4 separate regions of the Mus musculus genome follow, and regions 2, 3 and 4 are each linked to region 1. Evidence: chromatin contacts called from public HiChIP or PLAC-seq and capture Hi-C data. All regions are on one chromosome and are shown on one strand. Each heading gives the region's core, a stretch centred on a gene start, on an enhancer-like site or on the middle of the called end of the contact. The rest is flanking DNA. Distances are from core to core; before and after follow the strand shown.

Region 1 (7,216 bases), core at 698-3,197:
ACACACCAGAAGAGGGCATCGGATACCATTACAGATGATTGTGAGCCACTATGTGGTTACTAGGAATTGAACTTGGGACCTCTGGAAGAGCAGCCAGTGCTTTTATTTATTTATTTATTTATTTATTTTAAGATTTATTTATTATTTATATGTAAGTACACTGTACCTGTCTTCAGACACACCAGTAGAGGGCGTCAGATGTCATTACTGATGGTTATGAGCCACCATGTGGTTGCTGGGATTTGAACTCAGAACCTTCAGAAGAACAGTCAGTGCTCTTAACCACTGAGCCATCTCTCCAGCCTTCAGCCAGTGCTCTTAAGCATTGAGCCAACTTTTTAGCCCCCGAGATACAATTTTTAAGAGAAGTTGTGTTTGGCAATTTCCCTTCACTGTGACAAAATACTCCAGGCCAATCAGGTTTAAAAAAACAATAACAAAAACAAAACAAACAAACAAACAAACAAACAGACTCAGTCCCTAAAAACACAAGGGAAACAGCAGGAAAGAAAAGCTCATTTGGGTTTACAATTTGGGAATTCTAGTACACAGTCGGTTGGCCTGTTGCCTGTTGTAAGACAGAGCATCTTGGTGTAGGCCTGTGGGGGATGCAGCTCACATCTTAGCAGCCAGGAAGCAAAGAAAGAGACAGGAGGTGGCGGGACATACCTCCATGCCTTCCCATGAGGCCTTGACTCCTAAAGAGCCCATCATTGCATGACAGCCTCCAAGATCCCAGCTACAGCCAGGTCCCACTGAATTACCTCAGCGCTCAAAACCAAGCCAGAGTCTGGAGTTTAACAGTACAACCACCCCCTGGGGCCAGCGACTCCGTTTGCTGACGTGAGTTGGTTTGTTAATGAGGTACTGGAGGTTGAACCCACAGACTGCGTGTGCTAAGCATGCTCTCCACTCAGCAGCACGTCCAACCCTCAATTTTGTTCCTAACTGATGTGTACCTACTTGTAGGCCACAGATCTTGACACCTGCTTATAGTTTCCAGAACGGATTCTCCCATCTGCTTGAAGGCTACACCCATCGATACATGCTTTACCCTCCCCAGTTTGACGCTAGCCCCTGAGGATCACTATACTGTTCTGAACTGCAACAAGGTCAGAGTTTTTATAGTCTACAGATGAGTGTCATCATCAGGCAACCCTTGCCCGTCGGTGTCTGGCTGATTCCACTTATCATAACTTCTCAACCTATGCTGATGGAAATGACAAGATCCTATTATTTTTATGGCCGAGTCTTATCCCATTGTACATAGATGGCTCACACACTTCATCCAGGCACTGGAAACACCACTCTTCTATGCAAAAACAATAGCAGGTTCAAAGGGCCTGAACCTGAAGCTTGGAGGACCAAGTGGCTAACAGGGCTGGAGCCTTCCGCTGGGAGCCTGTCAGGAAGGCGCCTGTCAGGAAGGCCGGTGAGAACAACTCTTTCAGCAGGAGTTTCTGGTGTTTTCCAAGCAGGGAAATGACATGACTGGATTACATTTCCAAAACAGCTTCTCCGGACTTCATGGACAGTCCAAGATGATTCCAGAACTGTTTTTTTCCCCCAAATCTAAAACAAGCCTGGAGTACTTTAAAGACCTTCTTAAGATGTTGCTCTGGGGCTATCTCATGTTCCTCCCCAGGGCTCCTCTGGAAAGCAGAGCCCAGTGCAAATGGATTTGGAAAAGCCTCCTTCCGTCAGCTCCTGTGTTCATACCATCCCTTGAGCACTAAGGGCCCACACATGTGCAGGCCACACTGCCCTCCAGTCAGCCTGTTTACTCAGGGATGGTTTTGTTCTTCCAGCTTGCATACCTTGCAACAGCCTGTGCAACTTGCGCAGCCCTTTAAGTCTTGGAAGCAGCCCTCATCTCCCAAGGAGAGTCTCTCCATCTCTGCTGGATATCTCCAATGCCTGCTGTGCAGGCTGTCTCATGTGGTTGGTTACACACTAGGAAGCAAGACTAGAAGGCTGTGCAGCAGAGGCCAGCCGAGTTCCCAGAGCCTGGGCCTGCTAGGCTTATCCCCAAGAGATGAATTCCAGATGCTTTTCTTCCAGAGTCCTCCTCCTCTCCCCTCCCCATTTCCTGTTGGGGCCCCCTCTCCCTGCAGCTCTCTCTCTCCAACCCCCAAGCCAAGCAAGACTTAAAGTGGAAGACATCACTGTCACGTAGGAGAGTCGCTCCTCTGCAGGAAGCAGACTACAGGATGTGTCACCTCCTCTGGGATGCCTGGAGTAAACCACACAGTCCAGAGTTGCTCTGACCAGTTAATCCTGATGCCCCTTTCTGTCCCTCACTTCCTTTTCCCACAGGAGTGAATGGCCTGAGGCTTTCCCCTTATTTCCTTGGTAGTTTTTCAGACACTTTTGAAGCCTGTAAATAAACATGCTTTTGCAGAGGGGGTGGGAAGGGGCAGGAGGGGAAAGAGTGGGCATGTTGACATGGGAGGGGCAGCAAGGATGAGATGACAGTGTTGGCTGGAGGTCCATGCCTTTAATCCTAGCACTTGGGAGGCAGAGGCAGGTGGATCAGGAAAGAAAGAAATGCTAGGAGATAGTGAGCCACACCTCAAGCCTGTTTCTGTCTCTTTCCTTCTGCACTGTGCGGATTAAAGTTGTCTATTTCCACCCCTCATGGGCTAGTAACTCATCTGAAAAATATTTATTTCCACTTCTCAAATGGGGACTTCCCCCCCTTTTTGAGGTACTGGGGAGCTACCCTGGGGCTTTGTGCTTGTTTAGGAAGCACTCTGTCGTTAATTATAACAAAAGTAGAGTAGGTTATAGAACTCAAGTTGACCCTCAGTTCAGATCCCCCACCCCCACCCCTCTTCAATCTTCAGAAGGCTGGCTGATGTTACAGGCACGGGGCACCATGCCTTGTCCGAATGAGACTGCTAATGCACTCCTTATGTACCCTAGTAAGTCTTAATAAATGATAGCGTTAGTCCTTCCATTCCCTGTCTGCTCTGGGTACTCCATGTGCCTGGCCCCTCCCTTGGGTTTCCCAGGCCACCCTGAGATTGTCCCAAGTTCCCAGGCAAGTAATGCCAGCGTTGCCTCCCTGACCTGGGTAGGGGCCACTTATTATTTTATTTATTTTTAATTTATAATTTATTCAAATTGGATTGCCTTGGTGACCTCCCAAACCTGATAATTGGCATCACCCCACTCTCAGATATTGCTCCAACCTCAGGACTTGAAGAAGCTAATGTCGGGCACGGGGAGAGCTGCTCTCCTCTGGCTAAGGGCAGAGGTTTTATTCCAGAGGAACTGAGTCACTTAGCCAAAGACTCAGCTTCCTTCTGTTTTCTCTATTCCTTTTCCCTTCCCTGACCTTTAACCCATCTTTGAAAGCCAGTGTGTGTGTGTGTGTGTGTGTGTGTGTGTGTGTGTGTGTGTACAACTGTGTGTGTGCATACAAACTTGGGTTTGTGTAGGGTGTGTGTGTGTGTGTGTGTGTGTGTGTGTGTGTGTGAGAGAGAGAGAGAGAGAGAGAGAGAGAGAGAGAGAGACGGAGAGGGAGAGGGAGAGAGAGACAGAATGTGCATGTATGTGTAACACAGGGGTTTAACCATCTCTGACCTAGGGCTCAGACTCAGTTGTCCCTCTCCTCCTGCCTGTGTCTCCTTGCTTTGTTGTCCTGACTGAGGAAGGTGTCCAGAACAAAGTCAGGCCTAAGGACTGGGGAACCTCCTCTCACCTGACCAGACTCTGACCCACCTACCTCAGCTGGAATGAAGAGTGCCCCTCATCCAGTCATATGGTTCCCACTTACTCCAGCCCCCACTTAAGACTCTGACCCAGCCTCAGCAATTAACACTTGGGGCTTGGCTCAGGGGAACAAGCATTTGCTGAAACTTGAAAAACAAAACAAACAAACAAAAAGAATGGGAAAATTGTACCTGGTACATTTTTTTAAGGAAAAAAAATAAAGAATAAATTCTTGTTTTGAACTTGAAAAAATGATAGCGTTATTATAATTATTATTCTCCCAGATTGTCAAAATAGGGATTGGTAAGTACTCTCTAAGAAAAGCCATAGATATGGAACAGATTCAAAAAATAGGCATATCACTTTAATCACACCCATCTTAATAAGGCTTCCCAGGGACTATCTGTGTGTCGGTCAGGATCTTTAGGAGTGTGTGAAGTGGGAAAGACACATGGAGTATTACACTGTCCCCATTTCACAGATGAAGAAACTAAGTCCCGGGAGAAGATGGGAACAAATGTAGAAAAACATGATCTATTACAACAGCGCACAACAAGCAAACAACCATTAAGGTTCTGTTGTCACAGACCTGAGAAGCAATGGGTTGCCACCAAATTCCAAAGTCCTAACCCTCCAGTCTCCTGTCCACTGCATTTCCCAAGAGGAAGGAAAACAGCGGCCTGTGGAGAGAGACTGCCCCAGTTCAGGCAGAAGGAGGAAGGCCGTAGGGGTATGTCCTCCAGCCTCAGGGAGCTGGGATAGAGAGGCAGACCAGCTGATAAAGCTAAACCAGACCCTGCCAAGTAACGTCTTAAAAATGCAGCAGCGGAGAGAGTAGATTTAGAATGGGAGCGAACCAAGCCATCTAAAAACAGAGCAAATCAATGATGTATTTCTTCTGTGACAAGCCTTCTGAAGGTAAGTCAAAGCTTCAAAACCAAGCGGCCATCCCAGCCACAGGAAGGCTGGGGTGTATTTTATAACTCTCCACAACAATGGTTCTTATCCCTTTTAATGCTGGGACCCTTAGTACAGTTCCTCATGTTGAGGTGATCCCTGATCACAAAATTATTTTATTTGCTACTTCATAACTGTAATTTTGCTACTGTTGTGAATTGGATTATAAATATCCAATACGTGGAATATGCAACTACTGCGAAAGAGTCCGTCTACCCCCAAAGTGGACACAACCCACAAGCTGAGAACCTCTGCTCTACAAATCAAGTATATTATTCTTTACTTTAAGCCTCGAAGATGACAGCTTGGCTTCCTACCAGGGAGACCAAGTAAGTGGTTCTGGGTCCCAATCAGTGAATTCCCAAATAAGAACCGAGAGGAAGGAGCAGAGCGTGGGTCCCTTGATGAAAATAAACAGGAAGTGGGCCGCGCACAGAGAGCCGCCAGCATTACGCAAGTGGCACATCTGGTCCTATACACTCTTTGGAAGGCTGAAGAACAAGTCTTTTGAGAGAGAGGGAGGAAAAAAAATGTCAGTCTGCTTTCCTAGTGACTCCTTCGGAGGCTTTGAATAAAACTGAAGCTGATATTTTCCTTCGAGTAGCTGGCTGCTTAGCTATATGGCAAGTCCCTTCGACTCAGCAGATCTGAAAATAAGAAGTGGAATTCATCATCTCCCTGCAAGCACATTCATCCTCCCCCGGCCCACGTCTCCTCCCATGCAGCTAGTCCTCCAATCCAGAAACCTGGGGCCTCCGTGGGTGCAGCAAACTCATGGTGCTCCCGGGGGTCACTGGGTTCCACGGTATGCAGCCTAAAGTGTTCTCAAGTCTCACCATCTCTCTTCATCTCTGTCACCTAGACAGTTATGGATTCTCCAGGCCCCTATTCCAGAGCCCTCGACTGCCTACACTTTGTCCTGCCCAGACCTTGGCAGCCTGCCTAGCTTACAGCCCTCAGCAACAAGCCACCACACCACATCTCCCCTGCCTCCAGGATCTTACACAGCCCAGTATAAGAGGATACAGAAGGGAGGATACAGAGGGAGACCTGATAAGGACCAGGAGGGATGCAAAGGCTATACCAGCCACCGAACAGGAGCAGACACAAAAGTCCCAAGAAGGTGCCTCTACTCTAAGAGCCTCTTGGCTACCTTTGTCTCTACAGTCAATCTCTCTCTCTCTCTCTCTCTCTCTCTCTCTCTCTCTCTCTCTGTGTGTGTGTGTGTGTGTGTGTGTGTGAGAGAGAGAGAGAGAGAGAGAGAGAGAGAGAGATTTGTATCTCTAATTTGTCATGTTAACCGTTTTTAATTGTACTATATATCTTGGCAAGTTGAATGTTTCTGTGGTTCAGTCCCAGTTACTCAGGAGGCTGAGGCAGGAAAATAGCATAAGTCTAGGAGTGTAGGGTTAGTCTAAGTATTACAGGAAAATATTCACTTTTTTTCCTTTAAAGTCAGGGTCTTATGTAGCCCAGGCTGGCCTTGAATTTACCTTGAATCTCTGATCCTTCTGTCTGCACCTACCTAGTGCCAGGATTAGAGGTGTGAAACCATGCCCAGTTTTAGTTGGTGCTGAGGATCAAATGTAGAGCTTTGTGCATGCTAAGCAGGTATTCTACCTACTGAAATATATTGGAAATCCCAGCCCCGACACTTTGCACAAAGAGATGACTGCACAGCTTGGTGGCATCAGACGTATTCACCTTGTTACACATCGGTATCAGCACCTCTTATCTCTAGAACCTTCTAACCTTGTAGGCTGAAACTGTGTACTTAAACACTAACTCCATCCAGTTCCCTTCAGGTGGCCTCTCGAAGACACCCTTCCAATGCTTTTGAGCATTTGGCCACTTGAACCACCTTATAAAGGGTCTTCAAGTTTGATGTGAGAATTTTCACCCTTTTGGGGGAGAGGGAGACTAGGCAACATCTATCTATCTACCTACCTTCCACATAGGATCCCAAGGACAAAGTTCAGTTCCACCCAACGTCACCCCGAGGAAGCAATGAGTTTATTAGGGTTATTTACAGAGCATGGGTGGGGGGTCCTGGATGGGAGTGTGGGTGACATTAGAGAAGCCACCCAACAGCGATGATGATGTCCCCAAGGCTGAGGTTGGAGCACCTTCCCCTACTCCTTCCTTACCTATATACTCTACCTACCCACTCCTTGAGACCACAGGGCCATGTGCAATTAGGGAAGAATTACATATGACTGATTGGGAGAGATGACTGGATACTCAGGTGAGAGTCCCGTGATTCTCTCCAGCAACAAGCCCAGCTGGGATGATCTTTTGGGAACAGAGCAACCTCCTGAAGGTGGCAGCCTTGTGGCCCAGAGGAGAGACTGTACAGCAAAGCTTCTTCTGTACTGTAGCATGAGTCAGAATGCCACTCCTTCTGAAGGCTGAATAATATTCTATTGCATGTGCATCATACACTTTGCCCAACACCCTTCTTCAAGCATTTGCGTTGTTTTCCACTTTTTGCTACTATGAACAATTTTGTTATGAAAATCAGTTCACAAATATGAGTGTCAAT
Region 2 (6,465 bases), core at 1,943-4,442, 300 kb after region 1:
CATGTTATAAGGGCAGAGCCCTCATGAATGGGATTAGTGGCTTATTAAGGGGACCCAAGGTATTTCTCTTGCTCCAATCACCAAGTGAAAATACACTGTTGTTCCTGTTTTGCAAAACCCCCAAAGACCATCAAGGAACTGATTCTGAGGCAATCACACTAGGGTCTTTATTCAAGCTCGAGCTTCGGCCACCCTGTTGTCACTTATGCAGCAGGACAGGAGGGTGAAGCCCTGAGCTCAGTTTCAAGCAAACTTGTATAGAGACAAGCAAACAAGCAAGAGGGTTTCCAGCTTGGAACACATCTGATGGGGGGGCTACTATGGAATTTGTTGCCCTTTAAAATGATTGGCTGGTGCTGAGAGCCAAACCATTCGCTTTTATAAATAAATACCTTTAGGTACAATTGTAACTTCTGCTTTCTTTCTGATTGGTGGTTGGTAGGGATTAACCTGGAGACAAGTGCTAGGTGCAGACTTGTTATGGACTATCCTAGAGACTAGTGCTAGGTTCAGGCTTGTTGGTTAATTCAAGTTCAACCTTAGGTTCTGCAAGATAGAGCCTGAACCCAAGATGGAGTTGGTCTGCTCTCTCAATAACAAAAAGGAGCCATCTGTGAATCAAGAGCATTTCTCACTATAAGATGAATTTGGGGGCTGGAGAGATGGCCCAGCAGTTAAGAGCATTGACTGCTCTTCCAGAAGATGTGGGTTCAATTCCCACCACCCACATGGCAGCTCACAATTGTCTGTAATTCTAAGATCTGACACCTTCTCATAGACATACAAGCAGGCAAAACACCAATGCATATAAAATAAAGATAAATTGTTAAAAAAAATAAAATAATTTGATGGTACCTTGGCCTTGGGCTTCCTAGTCTCTAGAATTATGTTAAATAAAATTACACATTTTATAAGTCACCAATTTTAGTGTGTGTTTGATGTAGCAGCCCAATGGATTGAGATGTGAGCTATGTAAAGAAATGATTTTTTTCTGAAGAATACAAAGCGTGCGTTGGCCCTCAAAATACAAGTAGGGATTAGACAGGTAGAATGGGGAAGATAAGAAGAGAAGGATGTATTAACAGAAGGAAGAGCATTGAAAAAAGTACAAGGCAGGTCAACTGAAGGGCTTTAGAGCCTTGATGGCATTTGAGTGATTGCTCATTGACTGATTAAATTTTGTCTTTATCATGAACAATATGGGAGCCAAGGAAGAGTTTTGTGCTCAATGTATACATGGTGATTTAGAAAGCTGGCCCAGAGGTCATGAAGACAAATGAGGGTAGAACAAATGAGCAGGTGGGAAATAGGCTCACAAGCTAGGGTACCAACAGAGCATATGTTGAGGCAGGAGGGCCACAAGACAGTCCATGTTGGGTAGCAGCATTGCTGTAGAACATACAACAGTTATTTTCATTTGAAACATGGATATAAAAATATATCACTAGTAAAAATTGGGTTAGTTCTAGCTCTGTATACTCTAATGAGGCACACACATTCTGCAGTTCAGTAAGATAAAATAAATAGGATTATACATCTGCATCTGTAACACTCCCCAGCCTCATCTAAAAGAGAATTGGACAAATACACACTTCAATTTCCAATGGGCAGAGCCCAGGAAGTATTTTTCTATTGTGTCGGGCAGGATTACCATCAACCTGCTCCCTTGGCTGCTGTGTTCTATGCCAGCAAGCCTAGGATCTGGTTGCTGTCCGAGTGCACTGTGGACTCCTAGAATTAGTCAAGCTCAGACCTGGTTAAGGAAACTGGAGCTAGAACTATTATATGTGTAAAGCATATTTCTCCTCCTTCCTTTCTCCAGTTTTTGGTGGAGTTAAAAAAAAAAGATGGGGGTGGGGTGGGGGAGATGGCTAGATTAGTATTTTGAAGCAGTTTGCCTTGGCCTGAAGCCATGGAATAAAAACTTGTGTGGGTTTTCCTCATGTCTTGGTGCTTCCATCCCTAAGATAACTTCCAGGGCAAGCACATCCTTCGAAGCTGACTGTTTTGGAGGCCCCAGCAGTACTTTGGATTCTGCCAAATGGGGGTTTGGTTCTATCTCTGCCTCTTGCCAGCATTATTTTCTCTGTTGCTGTGATAAAAGATCCTGATAAAAGCCACTTAAAGAAGGATTTATTTGACTCACAGTCTGAGGGTCCAGTGCATCATGGGAAGCCTCAGCTGAAGGAACTTGAGACAGCTGGCTACATTGCACTCACAGTTGTGAAACTGTGATGGTTGCTAGGGCTCAGTCCTCTGGTTTTCATTCAGTCCAGGACTCCAGCTCTTGGAATGGTGTCACCCAGTTTTAGACCTCTCCTCTTAACCTAATGAGGGTAATCACTCCCTCAGTGATTCTAGATGCTATCTTGTTGACTGTATTAACCATTACAATGGGAAACCTCATCACTTTGAACCAGAGTTTTCTCATTTCCAACAAAAGGCTGTCAACCCATTAACACAGGTGAAGAGGCAGCTAAGGGATCGGAAAGAAGGCATTCAGAGGGTGGCAACTTTGAATATTTAAGCAGCAAATTGAAGATGGAATAGTCAAATTAGGAGCCCAAGCCAAGTTTGTGCCTTGTGTAAGCCATCTACTTAGCCTGGGAAGCTGTGGAACCTTCAAGAACATTGCCTCAGGCTTCTCCTAGTGCCCTGACCTTTGACCATAAAGAGTGATGACTAAATGTGGAATGTGGGCTGGTTCCTCTCCTCTAAGGCTTGTCTAATATGTTGTTCTGAGCTGGCCTCTCTGGTCTTTAAGCTTCCTATCTAGAAAACGAACTGGAAAATCCTGGGATAGCCGAGATGGGAGTGGGCTTCTCTCATTTCTGTGGAGCTGTGATGTGATGTTAGGTATAAAGTTCTCACTGGCCCTTGGTCCGCAGAGGCAAGTGCAATCACTCCTGGCAGGCACTCGGGAGTCTGGTATAGTTCCAGGCTTGTTTCTAAACCACTGCTCACACAGCACTCTCTGTAGAGCTGACCTTCAACCCTCTGGTTTAACCGTTGGGATTTTTTTTTTTAATTTTCCCTTTCATTTTCTTTTTCTTTTCTGATAACAGAAATTGCAGTGCCATTCGGTCTGCCAAGAGGAAGAATTCCAGAACCAGCTTGCTTGGGTTTAGACTCTGTCACCTTGAGAGCCCATTATTCATCCTCTGTGACTCTGACTCTTCAGGTGGAGCCCGGGGACTAATGAACTGGATTGTTTGCGTTGAGTCAGGATGTGTACGGCACATGGATAATAACAAGAGCTCTGTTTGTTCTGTGAGCTGTTCAATAACCACATGCCTCACCACAGTCCTATGAGTAAGCCCTATTTTTACCCCCATTTTATAGATGAGGAAACTGAAGCTTAGACAGGCTACATAGCCAGTAGGTAATAGAGACCAGAATAAAACCCAGATTTTTGTTTGTTTTTTTTTTCTCCTCTTATGCATGTCATGTTCTTAACCCCTGCTTACAGGATCTCCTGTAGTGGGTGGTTTTAAAATTGGTTATTAACTTTATTTTGAACACATACCTCTTCACTTTTATGTGTGTGTGTGTGTGTGTGTGTGTGTGTGTGTGTGTGTGTGTGTGTGTGCCAATCCTGTGGGTGCCACCTGGCTTCCAAAGAAGACCCCCTTTCCATGGGCACAGGCAGGTGAAAACTCAGGAGGGAAGTGAGGCTGGAGTCAAGAGTTATTTCCAGAGAGCACCAGTGGCATCACAAGAACAGACCAGATCCCCCTACACCCAGGCTTCGGTGCTGGTGCTGGGCTGAGCTCCAGCTGGCCTCTCGCCTCTGCTCCTTACTCCAGGTTGAGACTCATGCAGCTTCACTTGCAGCTTTGGGAACTTTTGCTCTAATTAATCCTAAGAGTGGACCTGCAGTTGGTGGCGGGTGTTTCTTTCCTTTTCTAGTTTTTTTTTTTGTCCCCCCTCTTTCCCCAGACAAGGTTTCTCAATGTAGCCTTGGTTGTTCTGGAACTCCACCTGTAGACCAGGCTGGCCTTGAACTCAAAGATCTGCCTTCTAAGAGCCTGAATTGAAGGCTTGTGCCACCTCGACACCACTGCCTGATCAGGAGGTGACATTTTTAAAGGCAGTTAGACAGACACATATGGCTTCAGGGACAGTGACAAGTCCATACTTCCTTTACCAGTTATCCCTAAACCTTCACATCTGATCACACCAGGATCATTCACAAACCCGAGACATACTATGAACTAAACTCTTATTTTCATCTCCTCAGGTTTTCCATTTCGAGGCTATCCTGTTTTGGAACTCCAACCAGGCACCGTACCCCATTTATTTAGTCAACATGTCTCCTTAGGCTGTGTTAATCACGTCCCTGTTGCTGTAATGAAACTACCATGACCCAAGCAACTTGGGAAGGAAATACTTTGTTTGATTTATGCCTCCACCTTACTGTTTATGATGGAAGGAAATCAGGGCAGAAACCTGGAGGCAGGAGCTACCGTGGAGACCATAGAGGAGTGCTGCTTCCTGGCTTGCTCCCCATGGCTTGCTCAGCCAGCTTTATTTTAGAACCCAGGACTATCTGCCCAGCGTTAGCCCCACCCACAATGGAGGGACCCCTTCCCCATCGACTACTAATTAAGAATGCCCTACCCCCTGCCTACAGCCCAATCTTACAGAGACATTTTCTGAACTGAGGATCCCTCCTCTCTGATGACTCTAGCTTGAGTCAACTTGATATAAGTAGGCAGCACAGCACAGTTTCATTTGCTCTGCCTTTCTTTATTGTTCATGACCTCAATTCTTTTTTGATCCAGAGTCTCTCTGCAACTTAGTCTGGTTTTGAGCTTGTGGTCTTCCTACCTAAGCTTCCTCAGTGCTGAGATTACAGGGTGTGCCACTGCACCCAAGTTTGAAAGGCCTTCATTGAAGAGAGCTGTTTAGGAGCTTGTCCACTGTTGGCCTATTTGGTTATGTCTGGTGATTTCCTCGTGATTGGTTACAAAAGCATGCATACCATAGGGTGAGGTATTCTCACTATGCTAAATCAGGGAGAATGTAACAACAGATCTGTCACTAGTGTAGCTGACCTGGGTCACCTGGCTAATGTGTTTGCTGGGTTTCTTCACTGTAAGGTTGTTTCCGCCCCTCCCCCCTTTTATTATGTTTTACTGTGAGTCACTAGACCTGTATATACTGAATGGGAGAGGAATTAAATTTTTCCTCCTGGAGGGGGAAATACATTCATGTATTATTTTAAAGTCCTCTGTTATCTATTTTCTTGTTAACTAGATTCTTTCTTTTAAAGCACATTTTAAACTTGATTTTTATTTTATATGTATGTGTATGGGTGTTTTTTCTTGCCTATATGTCTGGGCACCATGTGTGTATGTATACCTTGTGCCCACAGAGGCCAGAAGAGGATGTCAGATTCCCTTGAAGTGGAGTTATAGGCAGTTATAAGCCACCACCTAGGTGCTGGTAATTGAACCTTGGTCGATCACGCAGTCTTCTCTCTAGCACTCTAGATTATTTCTTTATATTAGTTTGGAGTAATAGTGTCTTATTATCAACCAGTGCTTTTCACCTCCAAATGTAGCCATAGGATCCAGCCATTCAGAAGCCTGTGCTGGGGCCTCTCATAATTCCTTCATGCAGCCTTGGAAGCAGACAAGATCCAAGTCTTTCGAGGTTCCTTCCTTGTTAAACCGTAAGAATCAATAGGTCTTTGAGTACATCAATGCATGAGTGACACAGGGGTGAGTGACTATGTCCTCAGCATTGTCTGAGGTTAAGGACATTTCATTCTCAGCACCAGTATTTGGTGAACAGATACTCATTCTTTCTTCTGAAATTCTTGGGGGCAGACTAGAAATCTTCCATAGTGTGAATAAGTTGCCGGAGGGGAATTGGATTCAGCAGCCTTTTAAAAGTGACTGAATCATTCTCTTAAAATACATCTCTAAGAACTCAGGAGTCTTCACAAGTCTTTAAATCATGAGTTCATGACTGCCTAAAGAAAGGCCTGCTTTCACCTTGCCAGGCAGGGACAGAACTGTAGAGCTCACAGGCGTTCTGATTGGTCTGGACCGAATAAGAAGGGGTGCTTTGGTGTCTGAAAGAGTCCTGTGGGACAGATTGTTGATGCTGGCCTGGCAGGTGTGGGCTGCTCTACGTGATTCTAATTCTCTTCTCAACTTTTAGAGGCTCTTCTGTATTGAGGGGTTTTGTTAGGAGGAGCAAATGGGAAGGACCAAGCTTTGGTCGGGTTTGAGGGTAGCTTAGACACTTCAGCCAGCTTACTTGCAGAAGTGAAAGAAAAGAGGCAGGGGAACCTGAGAGAGTTGTTCAAAGGCCTCAAAAGAAGGGGGAATTAGTCACTGTTGCTGTGGAAAATGCCCCGGAGGGGCTCCCAACAGCTCCCTTAAGTCAAGTTTTTAGGCATTCCCCTTCTTCTGGAAACACAGATGGAGGAAAGTCCCTAGTAATTGTGACTTT
Region 3 (7,510 bases), core at 1,158-3,657, 320 kb after region 1:
AGCACAAGCCATTGGTGTTCTGTTCAAGAATTTTTCCCCTGTGCCCATATCTTCGAGGTTTTCCTCACTTTCTCCTCTATAAGTTTTAGTGTCTCTGGTTTTATGTGGAGTTCTTTGATTCATTTAGCCTTGAGCTTTGTACAAGGAGATAAGAATGGATCAATTTGCATTCTTCTACATGATAACCGCCAGTTGTGCCAGCACCATTTGTTGAAAATGCTGTCATTTTTCCACTGGATGGTTTTAGCTCCCTTGTCAAAGATCAAGTGACCATGAGTGTGGGTTCATTTCTGGGTCTTCAGTTCTATTTCATTGGTCTACCTGTCTGTTGCTGTACCAGTACCATGCAGTTTTGTTGTTGTTGTTGTTGTTTTTTAATCACAATTGCTCTGTAGTACAGCTTGAGGTCAGCCATGGTGATTCCACCAGAGGTTCTTTTATTGTTGGGGATAGTTTTTGCTATCCTAGGTTTTTTTTTGTTATTCCAGATGAATTTGCAAATTGCTCTTTCTAACTCTGTGAAGAATTGAGTTGGAATTTTATGGGGATTGCATTGAATCTGTAGATTGCTTTCGGCATGATAGCCATTTTGATTATACATTTTCTTAATGTTTAACTTCAAAGAGTTTTTGCTATTTTGAAATTTTTAAAATATACTTACTGATAAAACAATTTTTTCCTAGAAACTCTGATAATTTTTTTCAGTAAACTGATTGTTAGACAATGTACACAGACACATAGCGTGTTTTAAATACTCTCTCAGTATGTCAGGTGGTATCATATAAGGGCTTTTGAATATATTTCTTAATGATTCATTTTTAATATTTTATGTTCTTTTACTATGTTTAAGTCCCAAAGAATATTTTGTATGTTTTGAAACAATATAGTATTCAACATTAGATATAGGATCCTCAGTTATGGGTAGAATTAAATATTCATTAATGAAATTTTTAGGGTATGAAAGGATATGAATATTAAAGTTAAACAATTTTTTTAAAATAAAAAAGGATGTTTAAAGTTCCTTTATATCTTCTAGGGATGAGGAGGGTTCATTAGAAGGATCAATAGAAGACACAAGTGTCCAGGCGAGCCAGGAAGTAGAATGACTGTAAGCATGCCATGGACACTCTAGTGGGCTCTCATATCTCTTTACTTGTTTTTACTTTTGTGATGCCAGGACTTTACAGGTAACTAGGCAAGAGTTCAAAGGAGCCGTGTCTCCAGGCTGGGTGCTGACAGCTTGCATAACTGGAAAGATTTGAAGGACAGAACTCTCTATATCCAGTGTCCTCAGCAGGGACACCCCCAGTGTGGAAAGCTTCTTTCTGTTCATTATCATTAGCACTTGCAGCTTACTATCTTTGCCTTTATGGTCGATTCAAAGCAGATCTTAACAGCCTAGCTCCACCGTAGGGACCTCTTTTTGTTCTGTTTTCCCTAGCATTCTCCTGGTTCTGTTTTCAAGTTTAGTGTGTGTTCATGTCTAATCGAATAGAACTTGCAGGAAACTTTAGATTTAAAATAAAAAAAGCCTTAAAATGAGCTGGGTTTGAGAGAGGTTTGGAGCCTGAGACAGGTCCTAATTAGCAGGCGGATGAGAGGTAGGAGAATGGGCCACGGATTGATTGGCAGGTGGATTGGAGAAGGGAGGACAGGAGGGAGGATAGGCTACTGATTGGCTTGTGTATGGGAGGAAGGAGGGTGGGCCACTGATTGATTGGCAGATGGATGGGAGGAGGGAGGATGGGCCAGAGGTTGGCTTTTCATTTTTGTCTGATTTCATTCTACTTTCTCTCAACAGCTCTTATCATCATAGGTTAGGGTTCCGGTCCCTACTAATTTTGTTCTTACCACTTTGCTTTAGACTAAAGTGAGGCTAGATGCTTCTGATTCTCCTGATGGCACAGACATTCTTAGTTTTTGTGTATTTTATTTGGTTCCAAAATGTAGGGCTACGGCGCTGATTATAAGAGAAGCAGATCAAGGTCATGCCCGATGGTATAAAGTGTGTGCGTGTGGAAAGGAAGAACAGTAGAACATAGGTGCTAAGCCTAGGTGCTCTTAATCTGAATTCTCACTTACTGCATCCGCATTTTCACTAGAACAATCACAGAAAGTAGTTACTATCACAGAGAAAAATGTTAGAGCCACAGGTTACATCACTTTCTTATTCTTGATGATATGAAAAATGTTCATTTTTCTAGATCATTTCTAAAATAGCTTTGTATACAATTCAAGAGCCGTTATAACTACTCTCTACCTGATGTGGTAGTAAAATTTTAAGTATCATTTTCAAATAGCAAGAAGCTACGCCCCTAACTGCAGTCAGGCTGAGATTACTCTAACCTTGCTCAGCAGGAAGCTAGGTGTATTAGGGATACAATCACTTCCTGTGGCACAGACGCCCTTGTCTGACTATTATAAATGATGACTCTCATGTCAACTGGGAAACCAGGGTTTCTACTATGAACACAGTGTGTGGTGTGGCAAGATCATAGATTGTCATGAGCTGAATCATGCCTGTGTTTGCATAAGTCTAAATGACCAATAAAGACATAATAGGGTGGAGTAGGTCACCCAGGACTTACATCTGAGATAGTATTTAAGGAATAAGGCACACCTCTCAACTGCCTAACCTGAAGTACCTCTGTAGATGATATATAAGAGGTCTTGGGATTTGAACCCAAGACCTGCTTCTGCTATAAAATGAGAGAAAAACCATTATAGAATCTCTTCCCCTTGATGTCATCTGCATTTTTAGTCTACATGCATATTAAGTGCTCTAGGACCTGTTGGCACATGTGATTGGCTTTAGGTTCTATTCTCCTTCTTGATATGTGGTTAATACCTTGGGCATTGACTTCCTAAGGGGTCCAGTGGTCTTACTCACCTTTCTGATTGCTTTAGCCTTCACTTCTATTAAGACTGTTGTCTTCAGACCCCCATCTACTAATCATTTGTCTTGATTGTAATATCATCAGGTCTTACCGTATGTCCTTTCCTTTTGTCCCAGTACCATCTTGCAGTTTGCATTGTCTCTCTGATGAACCCTAGCCCAGATGAGTCGAGTTATCTGCTGTTCTCAGACTTGAAAATTAGAGCTTGGCCGAAAGTCTTTGGAAGGTTCAAGCTGCTAAACTCACCACTAGCTTAGAATTCAATTCTCTTAGCTACCAAATATAGCAGAGAGGAGGAGGGAAGGAGGCAGACAGTCATCCAGTAATCTCTTAATAAATGTAGACTTTCTAGAAGCTAACTTTGCCTCTTCTTGTAACGTGTTTCCCTTTGTCTTCTAAATTATAAACAAAACCTGAACCAGTAACTTACTATATGAGGGGAGTTGATTAAATTGCTGTTGGTCAGACATGGTTTCACCAATTCCTGCATCATTAAATATGACAACTGTGCAGCAGATATCTCTAAGATGGGCTCCAGTCACCAACTTCCTCATGTTCCTTTCTCAGTCTGTCCCTCTGGTGTTTCTGATTGGGAGATTAGAAGTCACGTGACTTTCCCTTAGCACAGACTCTGAGAGAAGAGTCTCTGTGGTGATGGGACTCTGGGGACACTCTGAAAAGCCTTCAGAGGATCTTAGGTGTCAGTTATGCAGCTGTGCACAGCTGTGATGAAGAACTTTTCCTTCAAAAGAGGGCTGGGAGAATTCACTGTGATTGCCACTAGCTCAGCTCATAAGCACAGCTCACTTGTGTTGTCTCTGTAAAATTGAGAATTACCTTACCTTTCTGACTAGAAATGGACCCTCTGTCCCTTGGTCATGTTCCTGGGAAACATTCACACTGCATTTCAATTTTTAGACTATTTTGCAATAGCAGTTCTGGCATGCTCTTTTTTTTTTTGTCTGTGGTTTCCAGGTGCCCTCTATTGGTAGATGCATTTAAAGCTCCAATTGGTGAAACTACAGATGGGAGACCAGGCTTTCCTCTATGGCTTTAGCCCTGTCTTAGTTTTATTCTCTGGGCTTTTTCTCATCTCTCTGGGGACATGCTTCTAGTTTCTGGCATCAATACTTAGCCACAACCATCCCCCTATCTTGCCCATCTGAGAGTACTTTCTCATTTGAATAATCTTGGAACTTGAACATTTGGGCTAGCCTTAAACACACACACACACACACACACACACACACACACACACACGCACACGCACACGCACACGTACACGTACACGTACACCCCTAAGCTCTTCCTGAACGACATAAAAGACCACTTATTCACACCCTCACCTCATCTCAACAGGGAGGTTGCTGCTGGAGTCTGCTTCTGTTCTCAGGGTATCCAGGAACACAGCACACTGGGCTGGACTGGAAGGAATGAAGTTTATCTGGGTGGGTGGATTAGACGGGAACGACATCAACAGAACTACAGGAGAAATAACCTTTACTGAAGATGGTTTTCAATGTATCAGCTCTCATCATTGGGGTTGTATCAACCTTGGGGAGTGGGTAGGGATTTTTGGGGTGAGTGTTCATCATTGGCTGAGGCTGAGGTCCTGGGAATGCTTCATTTGCATGAAGAGGAATTCCAGGTGCTTGCTGGACATGTCCTTATAGGGAGAGAGGGCATTTAAGCTGTAATTTGGCCATCAGGTTATGTGACTACCTCAAGGGTGGTGGAGATGGGGGTCAAAACTGTCACATGCACTGGAACATGCAGGCTCAGAGCAAGGAAGAAGCAATCCTACCCCTGCTTGTCTCAGGATGAGATTTTCAGGGTTTGGATGTGTCTGAACTCACTCTTGCTCCAAACCAGCTCCCCCAATTGTACAGCTTTCTGGACCCACAGGAGGTGATAGACAAAATACATATTCTGACAAGCCTAGCTAGGCCAAAATAATGAGCTGATGTACCTTGGAAAATTCCTCCTACCTCCTCCTTCTTAAATCACATCTTACATATTCCAGCATGTCTAAGATTTCATATAGCTTTCAGAAGGGGAGGGTCTTTTGAGAGTGGCCTTTTCTTACTTTCTGGAAAAAGAAAGTTTAGCAGGCCTATTACCCTTGACCTGGTCTTCTGCATACCAATGCTGCCATTCAGCAGGTTTGGGGTTCTGTTATAGCTTAGAGACTGGGAAGACTATGGTTGGTCCTTTATGTGCATATCCAAGGATAGTACAGAGATTGATGTTCACAAGCAGCAAGCAATTTATGGCACACATGGATTTGTGTGGTAGAGTCATCCACCTAGCGGGGCTTCTCCCTGTCATTGTGAAAGGTGTAGTTGGTTAACTCAGGGGATCATTTCTTCTGAGCTTGGCTTTCTGGGTACAGTATGGCTTTAGTTTGGCATTTCTTACTTGATCTAGGGTCCAGATCTAACATTTCTAAGAAAATCAAAGCTATTAGTATTTAGAAGAAGGTTTATGTGAAATAGTCTGACTTAGGGTGTTCTTGCTGTGAAGAGTTGCCATGACCATGGACATGCTTATAAAGAAAAATATTTAATTGGGGCTGACTTACAGTTCAAAGGTTTAATCCATTGTCTTCATGGCAGGAAAGCAGACATATTGCTAGAGGTGTTGAGAGTTCTACATCTTGATCTGAAGGCAGCAAGAGACTACCCCACTGGGCCTAGCTTGAGCATTTATGAGACCTCAAAGCCCTTCTACACAGTGACACACTTCTTCCAAAAAGGCTTCACCTCCTAATAGTGTCACTCCCTGTAGACCAAATATTCAAACATGTGAGTTTATAGGGGACCATTTCTGTTCAAACCACATAGCCCTTTATTTTTCATCCTGATTGTATGATATCCTGACTAACACCAACCCCAGTACTATAAAAGCAAAGACTGTGGAGAGCTGCCTGGATCACTATAGATTCAACAAGGCAACCAACAGCCCAAATGTGAATCTAACCTTACTGGTCTGGGTTTCTCTGATTGCCTGAGTCTTGGATGCTTAATGATGAACCTTTCCTTAAGGAATGGTGGAGATGTTGTTGGAGGTCATGAACAGATTTCTAGGTCCAGGAAAGTCATGAGTTAACCTGGGTCAATAGCAGCAAGAAATCCTAGCTGGGAGGTGGTGGCAAACACCTTTTGAATTCCAGCACTTGGGAGGCAGAGGCACGTAGATCTCTGAGTTCATGGCTAGCCTAATCTACAGAGAGATTTCCTGGATAGCCAGAACTACACAAAGAAACCCTGTCTCAGAAAAAAAAAAAGGAAAGAAAGAAAGAAAGAAAGAAAGAGAGAAAGAAAAAAACAAACAACAACAACAACAAAAACCCATCAAGCAAACAAAACCAAAGAAAGGAGGGAAGAAAGAAAGAGAGAAAGGAAGGAAGGAGACCATCCAGTGAGAACTGGAGCTTGGAGAAAAACCAGATCTGTTTTCTTCTAATCAGTGTTTCCTAAAAATACTCAACGGAGGGAAAATTGGACCACTCCTCTTCTTACCCTTTAGTTCCTGGACCCACGTGGCCTCTTACCAGGGATGTACTGTTGTATGGATGTGTCATCAGTGCACATATGTCTTAATTAGAGTTTCTATTGCTGTGATAAAACATGACCAAAGAAACTTGGGGAGGGAAGAGCTTATTTGGCCTACACTTCAGTATTGATGTTTGAAGGAAGTCAGGACAGGAACCCAGAGGCAGGAGCTAATGCAGAAGCCACAGAGGGGAGCTGCTTACTGGCTTGCTCCCCATAGCTTGCTCATTCTTTTTTCTTATAGAGCCTAGGACCAGTGAAGGGATGGCACCATCCACAATGAGCTTGGCCTTCTCCCATTAATCACGAATTGAGAAAATACCTTACAGTGAGATCTTATGGAGGCATCTTCTCAACTGAGGCTCCTTCCTTTCAGAAAACTATAGCATGTGTTAATTTGACAGAAGACTAGCCATCACAACATACAATATCCAGACTGGGGACGTGTTAAAACATTCAGGATGTTGTGTTAACAGTCTTGTTTTCTGAAGTCTGCACTGAAGCTCTGGAAGCCACCAGCTCTAAATGATGTGCCACATACTCACTTGGTCTTATAGTGGGTTATAGACATGACATAAAATTCTACAAGTACATCCCTATGCCCTTTCCTAGGCCTGCTGGTCTGAGAATTTTCAGAGCTCCTTCCAGCAGGCAGCTGATGAGAAATGGACACTGCCCAGGCATTGGCAGTGCCTCATCAGGCTTCAGGTGTTGGTAATACCTAGGCCTATTGGTAGACCTCATGTTCTTATGACAGTCATGGAATAAATGGCATTTGTCAGAAGTCATAGAGGTAAATTCCTGGACCAAGTTGAGAGGTCCCAACTCCTCCCTGGATAGTGATAATTCATCCGTCTTCAGAATGAGATAGAAATCTGTAGCAATAAATTTCATTCATAGTTTTATAAGCTATAACAAAGGCACCCTTGTCTTGAGTTTGGTATGAATATCATCTCCTCAAATTTTCAATAAGATCCCCAAGGTTGAGACAAGTTCACAGCAGGAATGTACAAGTACATGTGGGTTTGGAGACCATGCAACGTACCTATGTTCATGGCC
Region 4 (6,519 bases), core at 3,751-6,250, 300 kb before region 1:
GAACATGTTTACCGCCCCCAGTTGTATAAACAGTATATAAATAAATTAATTAAAAATAAACTTTAACACCCCCCCCCCCACACACACACCTTCTGCATCAAGCAATGCTTGGAGGTTGCTAAGCCAGAGAGAAAGCAGCTTGGGATAGAAGTGGAGGGGGCTGGAGTGATGGCTCAGTGGCGAACACTGCACACTGCTCTTTCAGAGTACCTGAGTTCTGTTCTCAGCAGCCACGCCAGACATCTCACAAGGGATCTGTCGCCCTCTTCTGGCCTCTACAAGTACTTGCATACACATGGTGCACATAAGCTCATGCAGGTACACAGATATACATATAAATGAATAAACAAACAAACAAATAAATAAATTGCCCCCAAAAAGACAGCAACAAAATTAGCCAATCAACTGATCAAGCTAGGTGATTGAAGTAGAATTAACTGGACCAACTCTTTGGTACTTTAGGTATTAAATGCTGCTTGGATCCACACATTTGCTTACTGTAGAACTAATTGTCTGTCTTCTTTTTCTTTTTTTTGGGATTGGAGTTGGGGCCTCACCCATGCTAGGTAAACTGCACTACCACTGAGCTATACTCTCAGCTCCCTCTCTTCCCTTTGAAACGTTAAAACTTTTAACGTATAAATATGTATGAGTATAATGTAAGCTTTCCTCGTCCTGTGTGTGTGTGTGCGTGTGTGTGTGTGTGTGTGTGTGTGTGTGCGTGTGTGTTCTCTGAGAAGTTGGAAGTGTTCGGACTTGTCTCACGGAGACTGGGAAGTGAGCTGCTGGAATCCAGACCCAGCATCTGGGTGGCATCCAGAAATGAATACACATGTTGGTATTGAGATAAATAATTGTAAAATTGGACAGTGAATAACCCTTTGGGGACGGTCAGGGGAAACAGCACGGCCCTTTCTCTTATGCCTGTGTGTGCTGTTTGCTTTTCATATTTTTTGCTTTTGAGTGTTTACTAATGAGCAGCTGGCCTAAAAGAAGGCAGCCATCAAGCTAAGAATAAGACAGCAGGGGAAGGTTAAAAGAATTAGCCATATTCTTCAGGGCTGCATTCAGGGTTGTGTGGTGGTGCTCTTGGCTGGGAGTCTACAATTCAACGAGCTGTTGGCACTCTCTCAAAAGGACTTCTGTCACACTTTCTCCTACACATGGGAGTCAGTGGATGTGACCTTTTAGAAGAACAGTCCGTTTAGACTCTTCCAGTGGGACAGGCTATGTGGCTCCTCTCTGATCCCAGGTACTAAATGTTATTGCTGTCTGGCTTCTTAAACAGAGGAGTCAGAACAGGAAAGGGAGAAATATATACTGATTTCCATGTGTGGGTCAGACACTATCTTAGGATGTTATTGTATCAGAACGAGACTTGTTTTTATATACGAGGAAAGAGTTTTCTCCTAGATCCTGGTGGAACAAAAAAAGCTAAGTCATTTCATTCTCTCACTACTATATTTAGCCAGAACATTATTTACTGAGTATGTGAAAATGTGGTGGCCTGGGAACTATTTTTCAGTGAATGCTGTTCACAGCTCTCCCCCTTCATCTTCACCTACTGAAGTTCCCTCTCTATTGCTACTCTGCCCACATTCCCTTACTCTTCACTTAGGACTGCCAGTGGTCACCACTGCAACTCTTTGCTTAAAGGCTTTATTTTGTCTCTCCCCTTTGCCACCAGAGAGAATGTCACCAGGAACAAGCTTCCACCCATGGTAGACTGGCGTTGCTGTAGTTCATCTCAGATGGCATAACTCTGACCTAACGTTGTGCTAACTCCTAGAGTGCCCCTTGCAGAATGAAGCAACAGTTATCCATCATTAGAGCTGGCTTGATCTTGTGCCTGTTAAACACTCTTCCTTTCCATACTTTGCACACTTCCCTGTTAATATTATTTACTACCCATAAATGGCTTGCATTTGGAGTCTAGTCTCAGGGTCTGCTTGTTACAGGATATTTAACCTGTTTCTAGCTAGAGTGTGGCTCAGCCTTTAGCACACACCTTTAATCCCTCTGGCTGGAACATGCCCATACTATTTACTCTTAATCCCAATCAATGAAGGCAAAGGCAGTTTGTAGAAGGAAATGCCTATCTTTGAAAGTGTTGTCTAATTGAGTGACAGGGAAATTGATGAATCAGAGAAAGATTTGACAGAATAGGATCTGCCCAGCTCTCATGAGAAGAGAGAGGGAAGGGAAGCTACTTAAGGAAAACAGTACAGGAAAAACAGTTAAGGAAGTTAAGGAAGACAGTACAGGAAGAAGAGGGTACCGTACAGGATACAGTAGCGTTTGTGGAGGGCAGGACAGTAGAGTTGAGAGGGAGTGGGCTTTGAGACCCTCACCACATGGGAGGCAGTTTTACTGGGAGAATTTTCCAGAGACAGATTGAAGAGAGAACAAGCTAGACACAGGCAAAGATCGAATAAGCAAGAGAATGAGAAGGAGCCAGAAGATTAAGAAAGATTGCTAGAGTTAGTTTGAGGCCAGGAAGAGCAATTCAGAGCCGAGAGAGAAGCCAGATTGAATAAGTGAGCTGGGAGAAGAGTTTGAACCAGAGGAGCTGATTTGAACCAGCCAGCTGGAGTTCAGAAAGAACAAGAACGTGTGAACGCAGGTGAACTTATGCAGCAGCCGTCTCAGCTGAACACACTCTATTCTAGATTAGGTTGTGTAGAGGCTAGAAGCTTTTAAGACCAGGCCTAGGCTAGCAGACTAAGGCAGTTAGCCTCCCAGGCAACAATTTCAACCAGAGAATACAAGTTACCTTTGCCTCTGCTTCCAAGAAAACCCAAACACAACCATCGTTAGGAGAAAGCTTACTAAGGGAAAGGGAAGGATAGGACCTGAAGTCTGATGGGGATTTTGTTTCTAAGCCCAGGGTCTGTCCCCATAGCTGTGAGATTCAAGCAGAAGATTCACAGTGGGCTGGAGAGCTGGCTCTATTGTCAAGAGCAAGTACTGCTCCCACAGAGGGCTTGAGTATGGTTTCCCAACAGCGTTGGTATGAGTCAACTATTATGCGTTCTATGCCCAGGTCACTATTTCATTGTTGTTGCATATACAGTGAAGACTGACAAGCAGTTGCTGCACAGGACAGCCATTAGCCTGCTTTAAGCCTCAACCTAAACTTGAATGGGCCGAATAATGAGTAGATCCCTTGCCACAAAACTCATTACTAAGTATTTGAAGCAGGCAGTTGAAGAGAACCTAACTGTGATTCTAGTCTTTCCTAAATTCATATTTGAACGAAATCATGTCACTTAAAGTACTTCTGCAGCAGTCTGGCCTCTCATGATAGAAACGTAACGGTCAGAGGCTAGAGGGTCAGAGGTCAGAGGGTAGAGACTGGGTGTGGGGCTTGAGTATGCTTGGCCCAGGGAGAAGCACTATTAGAAAGTGTGGCCTTGTTGAGGAAGTATGTCATTGTGGGGATGGTCAATGAGACCCTCCTCCTAGCCATGTGGGAGCTAGTCTTCTGTTTGTCTTCAGAATAAGATGTAGAACTCTTAGCTCCTCCAGCACCATGTCTGCCTGGATGCTGCCATGCTCCCACCTTGATGATAATGGGCTGAACCTTTGAAGCTGTAAGCTCCAATTAAATATTGTCCTCATAAGAGCTGCCTTGGTGGGCTGGAGAAATGGCTCAGCAGTTAAGAGCACTGAGGTGCTCTTCCAGAGGTCCTGAGTTCAATTCCCAGCAACCACATGGTGGCTCACAATCATGGGATATGATGCCTTCTCACACCATACAAAAGGTAGTAGGGAGCTGTTAAGGAAAAGGAAGGAGAGGGTAAGGGGGTGAATATGGCCAAATACATGACATACTTCAATGCAAATGTCCTGGTGAGGCCCTTCACTTTGTACAATGATATACACTAATAAATAGAAAATTTGGGGCTGGAGCGATGGCTCAGCAGTTAAGAGAACACACTGCTCTTTCAGAGGATCAGAGTTCAGTTCCCAGCACCCACATCCAGCAGATCACACCTTCCTGCCACATGCACATGGACATACATACATGCTGATACTCACATGTATGGAGTACATTAAAAAGTAATGCAATCCTTACAATGTAAAACCCGTGACCTATATTTAAAGATACATCCATAGAAGGACTTAACTGCCTATGGACTCACAATTTCATGCTAACCAATAAGTGTAAAAAGATCCAAATGGCCATCGGCTGTATAAACAAAATGTAATATAGAACGCAATGGAATACAACTTGTCAGGAAAGAGGAACTGGATATGGTGAGATATATATGTTACAAGATGGACGGACCTCAAAGACCTGATGCTTGCTGAAAGAAGCCAGCACAAAAGAACATGCAACCCAGAAAAGGCAAATCCAAGGACACACAGTAGATCAATGGGGGCCTAAGATGGGGGAGAGGGAGCTGGGGTGGAGTTAGGAATGGAATAGTATACCTACCTACCTACCTACCTACCTACAAGGCTTCCCCTTCCTTCCTTCCTTCCTTCCTTCCTTCCTTCCTTCCTTCCTTCCTTCCTTTTTTAATACTGGGTGTTGAACCCAGGGCTATCCTCCCAGCTAGCACTAATAGCAAACTTGCTGATGATGCTGTGTCTGTGAAGAAGTTAGAACCAAAAGAATCTGGTCCTTAAGCCTTGTGTGCATCATGACTCAGCATCTCTGAAGGCAAACAGGATGCAAGGCTCTGCCTGGGCAACGTTTTCCTCCACTGAATTTTTTTGGGGGGCGGGGGGGGGTCTTCATATACGGGTCCAACCCGATCCCTATTTAGTGAATGAGGCCTGACAGAAAGCTGAATAAAAAGCTCCCCGCTCCCCACCGGAGCGCTGTCACAGCGCCTCAACCTAGGCTCTGGGGGAACTTTGGCAAGCGGAAGAATCCTTTGTCTTCAGACTGAGACAAGAGGGGGAAAAAATCCCAAGTATTCAGCTGTGTAGCATCACTCAAGCATGGCTTAATGGGGAAGGTCTAATGAGGAATGTAGTCTTTGAAAACGCTCGCGTTGAAAACCTCCCAGTGCATTCTCACTGTACGGCGCTACATGATTATAATGAACAGGATTCAAACAGCAGCTACAGATTAGGTTACCATCCCACCCAGTTTAGCCAGTCACAGATGCTGCGTTTTCTTTACTGGCAGTGTTCAAGGAGACTTTGGTCTGTTACTACAATTCCATGCATTAGAGAAAACACCCCCATTCTTCACGGGTTCTATAGAGGTTACAGGAATAAGAATAAAAGGCAGTTTTAAACTACCAAGTGAATCACTGCCGGGCAGCCCCCACCCCCACCTTCTCTCTGGCTGTTGACCTCTGAATACATTCCTGCTCCAGAGCTTAACCCAACTTTCACAGGAGCCGGTCTAAAGCGGGTTTTGAATTTGCACAGATTTCCAGCAGGTACCATTTCTGTATCACCGTATGATTTCTTCTCCAGTTACTTCAAAAGCGTTCATCTCCTACACTGTGTCTCATGGCTGGCAAACGTACTTATAGTTTTAAAAAAGGAAGGAAGGGGTGGGGAACTGGGGAGATACGAGCATGAGGACCAGAGTTCGGACCTCCCGGACCTGTGTAGAGCCAGATGCAGTTGATGCATGCGCAATCACGCAATCACCGCATTCCTACAGCAAGATGGGGAGTGGAGGAGGAGGAGGCAGCATCCCCGGACGCTTGCAAGTCTGCTAGCCTGGCATATACAGAGGCAGACGACAGAGACCCTGTGTGAAACAAAGGAGGAGGGGCATCCAAGGTTGTCCTCTGACCTCTACATATGCAATGTGAGACTTTCATACATACGTACACATCATACACACACACACACACACACATAAACACAGAGGACTCAGATTTTATCTTTGCTGGTACCAGAATTATCTAAATCTATTTATGCTTTCATTCATTAAAATGAAAGTTGTGTTGGTCCGGGGATGTAGCTCAATGATAGAGTGCTTTCCTCCCTGGGTGAAGTTTGAGTTCGGTTCTCAGCACCATGTGGGTATGTGGGTGGGTTAATGAGAAGGAGGAGGAGGAAAATAAACATTTTTTTCATCTTATATTAAATTCTTATCCTTAGAGTAGGCCTACTCTTATTTTTTTCTTTTGTTTCATGCTTTCATTGGCTAGTTAAATTATTTTATTTAAAGTGTCGCACTTAAGCATGACTTACGTGCAGTAAAACATGCAAATGTACAGTTGCAGTTTATTTATTTATTTATTTATTTATTTATTTATTTATATTTTGTTTTTTGTTGTTGTTTGATTGTTGAGCCAGGATTTCTGTGTAGCCCTGACTGTCTTAGAACTCAACACTGTTGGCCAGGCTGCTGCCCTCAGGCTCAGAGAGAGTCACCTGCCTCTGCCTCCCAATTGCTGGGATCTAACATGTGCACCAGCGCTGTCCAGCAAGATTACAGCTTATCGTTGCTAATACAAAGTGCCTGATAAAGCACTGAAAGAAGCAAGACTTCCCTCTGGCTCACAGTTGAAGATTCAGCCCATGATGGGGCGGGGGGTG

What was found. HiChIP or PLAC-seq counts read pairs in DNA pulled down with a chosen protein or histone mark. Capture Hi-C pulls out chosen DNA fragments and counts their contacts.
Region 2: a FOXA1 HiChIP or PLAC-seq map of pancreatic cancer cells shows a contact between it and region 1. The contact joins two enhancer-like sites. A contact is called at or near these places in 2 of 39 promoter capture datasets (liver and trophoblast stem cells), 6 of 484 Hi-C or Micro-C datasets (B cells, the C10 cell line, the HPC-7 cell line and 3 more), 3 of 115 datasets of contacts at active chromatin or transcription factors (embryonic stem cells, pancreatic cancer cells and stem cell-derived neural progenitor cells) and 2 of 9 other capture datasets (embryonic stem cells and embryonic tail).
Region 3: a contact with region 1 is called in a FOXA1 HiChIP or PLAC-seq map of pancreatic cancer cells. The contact joins two enhancer-like sites. A contact is called at or near these places in 5 of 15 datasets of contacts at CTCF or cohesin (embryonic stem cells, large pre-B cells and pro-B cells), 2 of 484 Hi-C or Micro-C datasets (both in the G1E-ER4 cell line), 5 of 115 datasets of contacts at active chromatin or transcription factors (embryonic stem cells and pancreatic cancer cells) and 1 of 9 other capture datasets (embryonic stem cells).
Region 4: a contact with region 1 is called in a capture Hi-C map of embryonic trunk, with 4 times the contacts expected there. The contact joins two enhancer-like sites. A contact is called at or near these places in 7 of 39 promoter capture datasets (the HPC-7 cell line, cranial neural crest, frontonasal cranial neural crest and 4 more), 8 of 484 Hi-C or Micro-C datasets (the G1E-ER4 cell line, the HL-1 cell line, differentiating embryonic stem cells and 1 more), 13 of 115 datasets of contacts at active chromatin or transcription factors (embryonic basal ganglia, embryonic hindbrain, embryonic limb bud and 3 more) and 4 of 9 other capture datasets (adipose tissue, embryonic stem cells, embryonic trunk and 1 more).

What each region holds. Positions count from the first base shown.
Region 1 is chr5:92,995,819-93,003,034 of GRCm38.p6, forward strand. All of the region lies in intron 1 of Gm36764 (a long non-coding RNA gene), which reads right to left. Among named protein-coding and RNA genes, the nearest start is that of Gm36764, 9.6 kb to the right of the region's middle. RefSeq lists an enhancer at 1,449-2,476. Within about 2 kb of position 1,948, at least 106 of the 459 cell types and tissues checked have an H3K27ac peak or open chromatin away from gene starts, as enhancers often do. A contact at or near this core is called in the G1E-ER4 cell line, embryonic fibroblasts, pancreatic cancer cells and 1 more, where this site is marked.
Region 2 is chr5:93,293,734-93,300,198 of GRCm38.p6, forward strand. No RefSeq gene overlaps it. Among named protein-coding and RNA genes, the nearest start is that of Ccng2, 29 kb to the left of the region's middle. Within about 2 kb of position 3,193, at least 83 of the 459 cell types and tissues checked have an H3K27ac peak or open chromatin away from gene starts, as enhancers often do. A contact at or near this core is called in embryonic fibroblasts, pancreatic cancer cells and trophoblast stem cells, where this site is marked.
Region 3 is chr5:93,319,959-93,327,468 of GRCm38.p6, forward strand. No RefSeq gene overlaps it. Among named protein-coding and RNA genes, the nearest start is that of Ccng2, 56 kb to the left of the region's middle. Within about 2 kb of position 2,408, at least 22 of the 459 cell types and tissues checked have an H3K27ac peak or open chromatin away from gene starts, as enhancers often do. A contact at or near this core is called in the G1E-ER4 cell line and pancreatic cancer cells, where this site is marked.
Region 4 is chr5:92,693,686-92,700,204 of GRCm38.p6, forward strand. All of the region lies in intron 1 of Shroom3 (shroom family member 3), which reads left to right. Among named protein-coding and RNA genes, the nearest start is that of Shroom3, 14 kb to the left of the region's middle. Within about 2 kb of position 5,001, at least 77 of the 459 cell types and tissues checked have an H3K27ac peak or open chromatin away from gene starts, as enhancers often do.